Linked DNA regions of Mus musculus: regions 1 and 3 are each linked to region 2. The links are chromatin contacts, called in public Hi-C and targeted proximity ligation maps. All regions are on one chromosome and are shown on one strand. The core of a region is the stretch at or near the end of the contact, and the rest is flanking DNA. Distances in the headings are between cores, read along the strand shown.

Evidence for each region. A called contact is a pair of places that touch in the nucleus more often than the background predicts.
Region 1: a Hi-C map of liver shows a contact between it and region 2, with 4 times the contacts expected there. A contact is called at or near these places in 19 of 484 Hi-C or Micro-C datasets (the HL-1 cell line, beige adipocytes, bone marrow-derived macrophages and 6 more), 8 of 130 datasets of targeted methods (the NIH/3T3 cell line, cardiomyocytes, embryonic fibroblasts and 4 more) and 1 of 9 other capture datasets (embryonic stem cells).
Region 3: a contact with region 2 is called in a targeted proximity ligation map of embryonic stem cells, with 4 times the contacts expected there. A contact is called at or near these places in 11 of 484 Hi-C or Micro-C datasets (the AML12 cell line, bone marrow-derived macrophages, cardiomyocytes and 4 more) and 24 of 130 datasets of targeted methods (the NIH/3T3 cell line, SST interneurons, bone marrow-derived macrophages and 8 more).

What each region holds. Positions count from the first base shown.
Region 1 is chr19:37,076,406-37,080,547 of GRCm38.p6, reverse strand. The region is part of intron 7 of Cpeb3 (cytoplasmic polyadenylation element binding protein 3); the gene reads left to right. Among named protein-coding and RNA genes, the nearest start is that of A330032B11Rik, 95 kb to the left of the region's middle.
Region 2 is chr19:37,262,252-37,265,922 of GRCm38.p6, reverse strand. It overlaps 4931408D14Rik (RIKEN cDNA 4931408D14 gene), which reads left to right and starts at 1,828. Exons shown (of 3, transcript NR_040299.1): 1 at 1,828-2,069; 2 at 2,188-2,326.
Region 3 is chr19:37,011,673-37,015,268 of GRCm38.p6, reverse strand. It overlaps Btaf1 (B-TFIID TATA-box binding protein associated factor 1), which reads right to left. Exons shown (of 38, transcript NM_001080706.1): 38 at 1,212-3,596. Among named protein-coding and RNA genes, the nearest start is that of Btaf1, 87 kb to the right of the region's middle.

The sequences.
Region 1 (4,142 bases), core at 533-3,032, 190 kb after region 2:
TTATGCTAATTTGGACATCTGCACCAAGTTTTCTCTTTAGTTCCAAGTCGGATAAACGGCACATTGCAGCTGTGAACTCACCTTTTCGCTTCTTTGTTCAGCAAATAATGGACCTCTGCAGAAGCCAGGGCCACATTGGTATGAATCATGTACCTGAAGTGATTCAGTCTTTTTTTGATCCAGCCTGATTGGCTGAATCTTGGCTGCTTCCTGCCATCACTGCCCATCTTAGCAGAGTCTCATAGGGGAGCTTAGGGTGACCTTGAAGTCCTGATGGCTCTGAGGACTTATATTACAGATATACACTACTATGACCAGCCGGACTGTCTTGAACAGGACAGAAGAATCCTTTTAGAACACTGGTACTTCTTTTTGTCAGAAACTCTTCACCCAGGTTTCTGAATAGGCTCTCTTTCTTCCTTCAGGTCTCTGCTTAGATGTCACCTTAACAACAACAGTCATCCTAACGTCTATAGCTAAAGTAGCTGTCCCTCTGCCCTCTGCTTCCCCTCATAGTTCTTTCGTTCCTCATCCTACGTTTCTTTGAAGTACCTATCGTCTGCCTTGCAAACTAGAATGCAAGAGCCTGGTGTTTCTTCTTGTTTCACTCACTGCTCTGTACCGAGCACCTCCTACCCCTGGCACATTTGCCTCGAATAGTTTTTAAATGAATGAACTACAGCATTGCAGGTGATGAACAGTTTCATTCCTTGCTCAGAGAGTCAAAGCCCATCACATCCTAGAAATGGAAAGTTCCACCTTACCCAACCTTCATTTAAAGCTGAAATAGGAAGAAGAGAAATGTCTTTTTATTAGTGTGCAGTTTTTATTAGACTGACTTGAACCTGGAATATCGATAGTTGGTGTTATTTTACCTAGTAAATAAAGGAAGTGAATTTTTAAATTCATTCTTGCTTAGAAGGGAAAGCATGCTTAGGCTAAATAGCCTGGTCCTCTGTTGTTCTCACATAAGCTGGAGTCTTTCCAAAGAGCTGTCTTAAGCGTGTAGTAGGTCTGAGTTGTCTTTTGTCCATAGCTTACCTATAGGCTTCTGCCTCTGCTGCTACCTCATCACTTCTGTACCTGGGTGGGATGCTTTGTGATGGAGTTCTTTGCCTGGACCGAGCACAGACACTCAGGTGCTGGCTCAGCTCAGGGGCACGGCTGTAAGTGACTAGCAGAGTATAAGAGGAGCTTGGATATGAGCAGGTGGTGTGGAGGCTGTGGTAGGGGTGGCAGGGCAGCTCGGCGGTGTGTACTGGGAGCTAATCCTCCATTGCAGTCCTCTGCTGAGAGTCAGCTCAATTGTCCTCATGTTTCTATTTGAGTTCCAGAGAGGACATCTGATTAGTCCAGTTTATGTTTTAAGACTTGGCTATAACGTAAGTTATTCCCAAGGTAGAGCCCTGGATTTCATGACTGCTATAAAGGAAAAGCTTGGTCGTAACTTCCTTGAGCACAGAGCTGTGAATATTCCATCTGGGAAGATAACTTGGCCCAATAACGTAGTGGTAGATATTCAGTATAACCTCTCAGTATCTTCTGGAGAATGTCTCTCGTCCAAAGTTGCTGCCTCTGGAGCTATAAAAATGTCTCCCCACCCTGGACTTTTTCTCCTTTCTGCACAAAGCAACTTCTCCTGATATGGCTCTAATCTAACCTCTTAGGAAGGAATGGAACCTATAGGACCACACAGAGAATCTAGCCAGAGAGAGTACTTTGCCATTGTTGGCAGAGGCTTCCGGGCAAACACAAGGGCAGGAGCCAGCCTCAGATATTGGGCAAGAGATAGCTATGTACTTCTGAAACCCTGCAGAATCTGAGATGCCAGCAATGGAGGAGGCTGTAATCCACAGCTTACTTGGGTAGCTGGTACAAGCTTTCTCAGTCTGGGTCACAGGTCCAGGTGCACAGAAGTAGACACAGGCAGGCAGTGTAATACAGTGACTCAGGTGTAGACTCCCTTCCACTTTCAGAAAAGCCTGTGCATCTTAAAAAAAAAACATATATTTTTATTCTTTTTTATGTGTGTAGTTATTTTGCCTGTATGTGTTTCTGTGCTTGTATGTCCATGCATCATGTATGTCCTGGTGCCCTAAGAGGCCAGACAGTTGACAGCTGGTGTGTGGGTGCTTAGAATCAAACCCAGGTCATGTAAAAACATCAGCTCTTTAGCACAGAGCCATCTCCTGAGCACCAGAAGCTATGCTACTGAGCGGCTTTCAGCTGCAGTGCTGGAGTTCCCTGTGCTGCGCAGGCTGGCTTGCCTGCTGACCTTGTGACTCAGCCATGCAGTTGTGATGGTTTATGTAATGCCAGCATGACTTGTGAGCCTGGCAGAAGGCAGGCCACGTGGATTCAATCCACTTTGAACCAGCCAGCTAAGATAATACTGTTTGAGGGACAAGAAAGGGACAAACAGGTCGTTGAGTGACTATAGCAGGCTGGAGTGTGGCATCTATTTCATTTTCCTTCAATTGGTCTAAAATCTGACTTTGGAAAGACAGGTTTGCAAATGTTATTTTTCCCCTTGTAGATAATTTGAATGAAAATAAAATCTAGTCTCAGATTCCACGTTTTTACACCTTCTGGGTTATGTAAACATTAGTCAGGAAGCCTAATGAATTTAGCATGTATTTAATCTTTCACACTCTATAATACAATAAATACTTTGAGTAATATTCTTTTATTTTCCTTTCATAAATGTAGGTCTTGGCTGACAGTTCTAACACTCTGGTGAATTATGAATATATTTTAATATTTTATATACTTGCAGTTTTCATTCCAGGGAATGTTTTCTTGTGAAAACATTGAAACTGCACTGGACTGTAATGAGGTGATTTTTTTTTTTGTCTTGTCCTGCTTAGACAGATGGAGAAGCTTCTATTTTAACTTTTGAGACCATAGTACACTCCCACTTAGACTGTTGTATTAAACACCTGTCTTCTCAGCATTGTACTAAAGTCCAACTGGGAACTTGGTTTTTGTGAACCATTTACAATTTAGGGAGCTGTACTGGAAGGAGAACAGCATTCTGGGCATGTAAGCCACAGGACAAAGCCTGAGCAGCTACAGAAATAGAGACAGTGTGTCCGAACGAGGTCACAGTGGTACATGCTGTGCCTGGGCAGAGATGCTAGAAAAGGGCAGGTGCTTCATCCCGGGAAGCTGTAAGTACTCCTCATGAGGACTCTGCTTGGAAGCTGTAAGTACTCCTCATGAGGACTCTGCTTGGAAGCTGTAAGTACTCCTCATGAGGACTCTGCTTGGAAGCTGTAAGTACTCCTCGTGAGGACTCTGCTTGGAAGCTGTAAGTACTCCTCATGAGGACTCTGCTTGGAAGCTGTAAGTACTCCTCGTGAGGACTCTGCTTGGAAGCTGTAAGTACTCCTCGTGAGGACTCTGCTTGGAAGATAGCACCTGTCAGAAACAGAAATGAAATGCAAATTTGTCAGGTGAAAGAGAGAGGATGTTTCAGTTTTGGTCTGGACTTACTGTAGGATTTTAGTAGGACCAAGACTGAAAGTATGACCAAGAAAGAGTATATTAAGTAAAAGGATTGGAAATGGGAACATGGGGCTGGAGGAATGACTCAGTCGCTGAAGTGTTTGTCATGTAATCGTGAGGACCTGATACCTGTTCACAGAAACCACATCAAAGGTCAGGTGTGCCTCTTCTCCCAGCATGGGAAGGGGAAGACAAGCGGGTCCCTAGGGCTTGTTGGGCAGCCTGTTTAGTCCAGCCATCAAGCTTCAGGCCAGGAAGAGGTCACCCAAAGTTGACCTGTGTCTTGCACAAATGTATACACATGTGCACACACACACACATACATATAAACACATAGGCACACAGGCATGCATACTTACACCCATTCATGCCCACACGGGTGGGGAGAAGAGGAGGAGGAGAAATAGCTACGAGGAACTGTAAAAATTATTGATGCTAACAGTGAACCTGGGTTGTCTTCTAAAGAGAGTAGGTGCCCAGAGTCTTGAAGGGGAAACTGTTACAGAGAGAAAATGCATTGTCACTGAAATCAAGAACTAATCTGAGGATATTAAAGTCAGAGGAGAAAAGAATTTAGTGTCAGAGCTTAGGCCCGAGGACATGTGTCTGCTGAAAACACAGCTGGCCAATTGTTT
Region 2 (3,671 bases), core at 579-3,078:
AACCTGATGTCACCGCCAACTCCCATTTATGTAATATAGAAATCAGCAAAAAATGTGACAAGAGCCAGGCGTGCACACCTGTAATCCCAGAACTTAGGAGGTTGAGACAGGAGGATGGCAAGTTTTAGGCTTAGCTGGGGCTACACAGCTAGACCCTGTCCAAAAAGAAGGTAGGTGAGATTATTCTTGGTCCTGTTGTTTCCCCTCCAAAGAATTCTTGTCATCATTGGAGAAAACGCCAGGAACTGATTTTAAAACTAATTTGGAAAAATTAGTACTACAAATGTATCTTATTCACCTAATTACATCGCTTGTATCTACAGATATTTTTCATCATTTTTCTTCCTAAGTGCCAAGGCTGCAGGCACCTACACTGGCCACTGTTTTCTTACATGTGCTATTCAGTGTTGCAGATCTGCCCCACCCCAACTCTGTTTTTGTTGTATCACACACACATTTGAATACATTATATTTTCATTCAGTTTAAAATATTCAGGTTTCGGGCTGGTGAGATGGCTCAGTGGGTAAGAGCACCCAACTGTTCTTCCGAAGGTCCAGAGTTCAAATCCCAGCAACCACATGGTGGCTCACAGCCATCTGTAACAAGATCTGACGCCCTCTTCTGGAGTGTCTGAAGACAGCTACAGTGTACTTACATATAATAAATAAATAAATCTTAAAAAAAAAATATTCAGGTTTCTCTTGAGACATCTTTGACCTATGTGACATTTAGAAATAAATTCATTTTGGTTTGTTTTGGGTGGTGATGTGCCTTTTGTTTTTTGCAATTCTAAGATGGTAAGCCTAGTCTAGTATGACCTTGGACTTTGTGGACTCAAAAAAAAAAAAAATCCTCCTACCTCTGCTGGCAAGTATTTGGGTCTAACAGCATGTGTCACCAGTTTAGAAATATAGCGTGCATTTGTCAAATATTTAGAGGTTTCCCGGCAATGTTTCCACTATTCTTAGTTTAATTTCACTCAACTCCAAGATCATGCATTTGTTTGCTTCCAGATAGTGGCTTGCTAGAGGCCAAGCTTCTAGCTCACAGTCCTGAGTGCTGGGATGAGAGGTGAGTGTTATCATGCCAGATGCCGACGCCTATTTTCTAGGGCTTTTGTTTTTAAGCTTGTTTAAGTGTGGTTTTCAGTCTGGAATGTAACCTCAGCGAATATTTTATCTGAATTTGAGAGTGATGTTCACCCATACTTGTCGGATGAGTGTTCTTCAAATGTCAACAGATCCAGATGACTAACGGCACCGGCTAGGACTGGCTAGGTTCCACTTGGCTTTGTGCATTTTCTCTCTGATAGGTCGATTACTGTCTGGTGCGTTGCTGGAGTATTGAGCGCTAATGGATTGAGCCTTTTTTGTGTTTTTGTTAAATGGTTTTCTGTTCCCTTGGCTATTTTGACTCCCTGCTGTTCAGCTTGATCATATTAATGACTGTAGGTCTTTTTGGACAATAGACTGCGTTTGTTTTGTGTGGTGCTCCTTTTTGCCCCTGGTCGTTTTCCTTGCACCAGCTGGCTCTGTGCCTGGAAGCTCGGAGCTTGCTCTCTTTGAGTCCTATCCCTGAAGTCGCCCATCCTCTGGGAGGCAGACAGACATCTTCAGCCTCTGAGGCTGATTTACAAACAAGAGTTGGATCCACAGAACAGCAGCCCGGAACTAGGGGCAAGGGTCACATGTCCAGTCAGAAAGAACGCCCTCCTTCACCCAAATTGCTCAAAACTGTTGTTGGCTCTTCTTCAAAACTCTTGATGTTTGGCAATACCGTGTGCACTTTGACCATAGCGTCCAGTGCCTTGTTGAGCAGTTTTCAGTAGACTTTCGCTTTGCACAAACATCTTCTCTGAGTGATCCAACACCTCCTGCAGCTCTGGCAAACTCTGGGTCAGCCCGGAGTCCCTCGAAGCTGGAGCTGAGGTCAGAGAAGCCCAGGACAGCCACGAAGCTGTGGGTCCTCGCGCCTAACAACCACGGTTAAGGATTCTGATACGTTACCAAACCGCCACCCAGAAAGGAATTGCAATGTGGACTTCTACAAGAAATCAGAAACAGTAAAGGTAGCCTGAAAGCCACACCGAAATTACCTGCTACCATCCAGGATGCTGAGCAGACAAGGGTTTGTGGGAATGGGGCGTGGCTAGGCGCCTAGGCACTTATGGATTCTCTTCTTTTCAGAACAGCCTTGCTGCCTGCAGGGGTGACTGAGGCCCTGAAGTCCAGAGCTTTGCTGAGTCGTCACTTGGGAGAGTAAATCTCCAATGGTCTGCCCGTGCAGTGAGCATTGTAACCTGTATCACTGTAAATCTTATTTGCAGTGAGTCCTTGTTCATCCCTTCAGTGTGTGTGTGGGGGGGGGGGGCTGGGGGGGGGCGAGGGAGGGCGGCAGAAGTCGTCCTTGGATATTATTTTCCAGGAGCTATCTATCTTGCTCTTGAAACGGTGCTCACAAAGAAGGATAGGCTGGCTGGCCACCAAAGCCTAGGGACTGTCCTGCCTTTGCCTTGCCCGCACTGGGGTTACAAGTGTGTGCTACCAGGCCTGATTTGTGTGTGTGCTAGGGATCAGACATGAATTCTCAATTGACTGACTGACTCCCTCCCCATTCTGCTGTTCAGAGCTTTTAAGTACTCAGCAGGGGAAAAAATTGCAGGTACACCTTGCTGACTTAACCTCTCTCTTTCAATTTCATAAATATATTTATTATTTAAATTGTGTATATGAGTGTGTATTGTGTATGTGTGTATAAAAAAAGAGTATGTGTATATGAGTGAGTATATGAGTAAATGCTTGTGTATGAGTGTGTATATATGTATGAGTATGAATGTATACTGTGTTATGAATATGTGAGAGTATGCATATGTAACTATACATATACACATATGAGTTAGTGTGTATGAATGTGTTATGTGTATTGTGAGTGTGTATATTTAACTATGTGCGTGTATATATATATATATATATATATATATATATATATATATATATATGAATGAGTATATTGTATGAATGAATGTGTATGTGTATGTGTGTACATGTGTATGTGAGAGAGTGTGTGTTTTCTTAAGCCTAAGTCATGTCTCTAACCTTTCTCTGCAGTAGCTTGCTATGTAGTCCAGACTGGTTTTGAATTCAAGGTGATCCTCCTGCCTCAGCTTCCCCAGTGATAGGATTACAGGATGAGGCACAAGGCCTGCCTACTCATTTGGGTTTTCTCGTGTTTGCTGAAAAGCTAACATATATCAGGTTTCGTGCTTCTGTTTCTCCTTGCAGGGCCTGTTTATTCTGAGGTTGACCTTTAAACTTAAATCTCTGCTGTTATGCTAGTGAGGTTTGCGTTGGCAAGTGGAGGTAAATGTCCACATTCATTCTTTGATGACTAATGGGAAACATCTCCAACCTCTTACGCACATTTAATTCACTGTTTAATCTGGTGTCTGGTGCCCTCAGGTCAACACTCAGTTCTGTTGAATTGAAGTAAGAGGGCATCAGCCCTGGGCTCACATACTCAGCTGGTCTTTAATTTTATGCTGTTTGCTGTTGCTATGTTTATCACAAATTCAACATCTCTTTCACATTTTATAAATAGGTGAGGTCATAAAACCTGATCTTTCACACAATCACACTAAATCTGTGTCAAATAGAGTAGGATCGCTCTCTCT
Region 3 (3,596 bases), core at 374-2,873, 250 kb after region 2:
TTGTCAATCACCTGTGACTTGTCATTAACCAAATCGTTTATGTTTAGTTACGTATCTTCCCCCTTTCGCAAGCAGTACTTTTTACTGGAAGGTTTTCCTGAATGAATGAAACCATGCCATGCTTTTTCCGTTGGTATGGTACATGCAAAGGGGCCATGAATGTGCATGGGGCTATTGTCTTAGTCTTGAGTCAGAGAACTCCTTACAGATGTTCTAGACTCACTGGCCATTAGCTTTTTCCTAATCCTCGGCGCTGGATTGTAGCATTTCTGCAGATGAGCGATCTTGAAGCTTCTTGCCTTACAATACCATCTTCCACACTGAATTTCAGTCCTGACTTTTCCTCTTTTGGGCTCCATTTACCTACTCAACACCTCTCCTTTGAGAAGTGTCTTTTTAAAAAGATTTATTTATGAGCATCCTGTCACTGACACACTGGAAGAGGGCCTCAGATCCAATTACAGATGGCTGTGAGCCATCATGTAGTTGCAGGAGATTGAACTCATGACCTCTAGAAGAGCAGACAGCGCTCTGAACCACTGAGCCATCTGCAGCCCCGAGAGACGTCTTTGATCAGGAAACCCATGGCTTCCCTACCTTCACTCCCCCCACCCCAATCTTTGTCTTCTGTTTTTATTTATTTTATGCATGTGAGTACACTGTCACTGTCTTTAGACACCAGAAGAGGGCATCAGATCCCATTACAGATGGTTGTGAGCCACCATGTGGTTGCTGGGAATTGAACTCAGGACCTCTGGAAGAGCAGTCAGTGTTCTTAACCGCTGAGCCATCATCTCTCCAGCCCTTGTCTTCTGGTTTTATGTTGAGGTACTGGCTTGACTTGAGATTAAACAGGGACAGGGGCAGAGATGTAGTCAGAGGTGGGCAAGTGACACTACTTGTTTTGATGTAGTATGAATGTGACCGAAGCCTTGACAGATTTGGCTAGTAGTTGGATCAGCTACAAGGCCACAAGGCAAGCCTGTGAGATCCAATGCCGGCTGCCTTGGGAGTAGCTACACTTGACTGCACTTGCTGAAGGTCTGCAGGGTGTTACGCTTGGTGACGAGCTCCTTCCTTCACCCACTGACCCATCTCTCCAGCTCAGCTCATCTGACCAGCTCAGAAGATGGTTTCTCTCTCTTTAGAGGTTATACCTCTTTTTAGGTGGGTGATAATGCTTAGTGTGACAAACAAACATTCTCAACTGATTGGTAGCAAAACTCAAGTTTTTATTGATTCACACTGAATTTCTGACATTTAATTACAGACATCCCTGCATTTAATGTCACCTAATCCCCCCAGTACCAGAAGGTCCTGGGAAATTGAGGTCTGAAGAAGATACAAGGCTGGGTTGGTGGGCAAAACTCAGCATAGGCATCTGACAAAGAGTTTGCTTTCCTGCAAGTTCTCTTTCGTTGGTTTGTTGTACCGGGATTAAAAGGCATATGCCACCTTGCCTAGCTCTACTGTGGTCTTAGTTTCAGTTGTGCCACTTAAATAATCCCGCTCTCTGTAAGGACTGAGGTGCCTGACCTGGCTTGGTTCTGAGATCAGGTGCATGCAAGGGGTGTGGCTCTACACTGTCACGCCTTCAGATGGCTCCACTGGAACACTTACATCTCAATGGAGGCCCTTCCCCCACAATTGCCAGTTACCAAGTAACCGGCTCTGCTCAAAGTCTAGGATGTGCAATGTTAGACCCAGAGCCTCGAATCTTAGGTTTTCCTACAAGAAATAATTAATGTATGATCAACCCTAACTGTAATTAACTATTATTACCACATAGCTGGTAATGGGGTTAGATGCATGCTCTACCTTAGTAGTGTTCCCCACTGCCTGATGGGCAGGCACCATGTTCTGGGTCACGTGCCTTCCTTTGTTGGAAGGCTAGAATGTGTGGCTTTACATATTACAACAAAAGGTCTTAAAAATGTCACTTTTCCTCGCAAAAAGGACAAGATACTTTCTCTTTGAGAACTAGTTTGCCAGTACGCGCATGCACTTTCTAATTAAACATGTAGACTTTACCTGCCTTCTAGTTCTGACTTTTCTTTTTTTGTTGTGTTTTTTCGAGACAGGGTTTCTCTGTGTAGCCCTGGCTGTCCTGGAACTCACTTTGTAGACCGGGCTGGCCTCGAACTCAGAAATCCGCCTGCCTCTGCCTCCTGAGTGCTGGAATTAAAAGGCGCGCGCCACCACGCCCACCTTAGTTCTGACTTTTCAAGTGAGGATAAAAACAGAACACTAATCTATGGTGTGACTTCTTCTGACCCTTACTATTTCTTCAGTGAGAAAACCGCTCCCTGCTTTTAGAAGATATGGAAATAGCAAATAAATAGTTTATGAAAGCAGACAAGTACACTGCATCTTCTACATGAAATCTGGAGTTTTCCTTTTGGTCCTCTATATTTGAATATAAACTTTACATACAAAAGGTGTGGCTTCCCACAACCTGTGCATCTGAGCTGCTTGTCAGTCTTTACTGTAAACAACACACAATTGCACAGACTTTACAATTTGATGTTTATTCTCTTGTGGAATGCTAGGTTCAGGATTACAGGATGGTTGTCAAGGCTACTCAAGTGTGACAAACGTCGTATCTAAGTGCTGTGGAGTTTTTAATTATTTTAAACAAAACCCTTGTTATTGTACAATTGAGGTCTGATGGTTTTAAGTTGATGTCTGGGTGTAGGACCAGACACAAACCTTAGGGATGCTTATTGCCTGTACATGAATATATACAAATATATTCCACATATGTGTATACATGGCATGTATTAATTTATGTGGGAAAGTTATAAAATTATATATACATACACATACATGCATATCTATATACAGCTGCCCACCCTCACCATTGAGCTGTTTGAACACTAGCTCATTAGCTCTCTGCTCAGTTATTATTGCTGTCTGGTAGAACTACATGATTTTAGTGCCAAAGCCAGACACATTTTCCAGTGTAGGGTGGGCACTGTCATATAGATACAAGTATCCTTGTGTGCTGTGTATAAAGAGCGCTCCTCCCGCTTCAGGCCCTGCTACAGTAAACAGTCTTTACCACAGGGTTCAGGGTTTAAGCAGTGTAAAATCTATGTCTGGAAAACTGTGTTCATAGTTACAAAATATATATATATGATTGAAACTTACTGAGTACATATATGTTCTTTGAATCTGGCTATATCCTAGCCATTAGATAAATTAAACAGAAACCCATCCTCTAATAGGATGTTATTGTAGCCTTAAATACCAGTACCTGCATTTATTATTTAGTATACTTTAAAAGTGAACAAAATGATGTTAAAGGATTTGAAAACACCATATGCATCTGCATTAAATATACAAAGGTTGCCACAGGGCCTGGTTCAATTCATTGCTTAACATTTTCAGGTCCTAGGGTTAATATTAAAGTCACTCTGAAATTCTGAAAAGTATGGCTCATTAAGGCTTTTATACAAAAGAAGCCCTATTTGTAATCAATTATAAAAACAAGTACTATTTTAAAGAACACAAACGCATACAAACAGCACAGCACTGGTGGATCTCACGGTGGAGAAAGTGACTGTAGAGGAGGCTGTCCCTGCAGAAGCACCTCC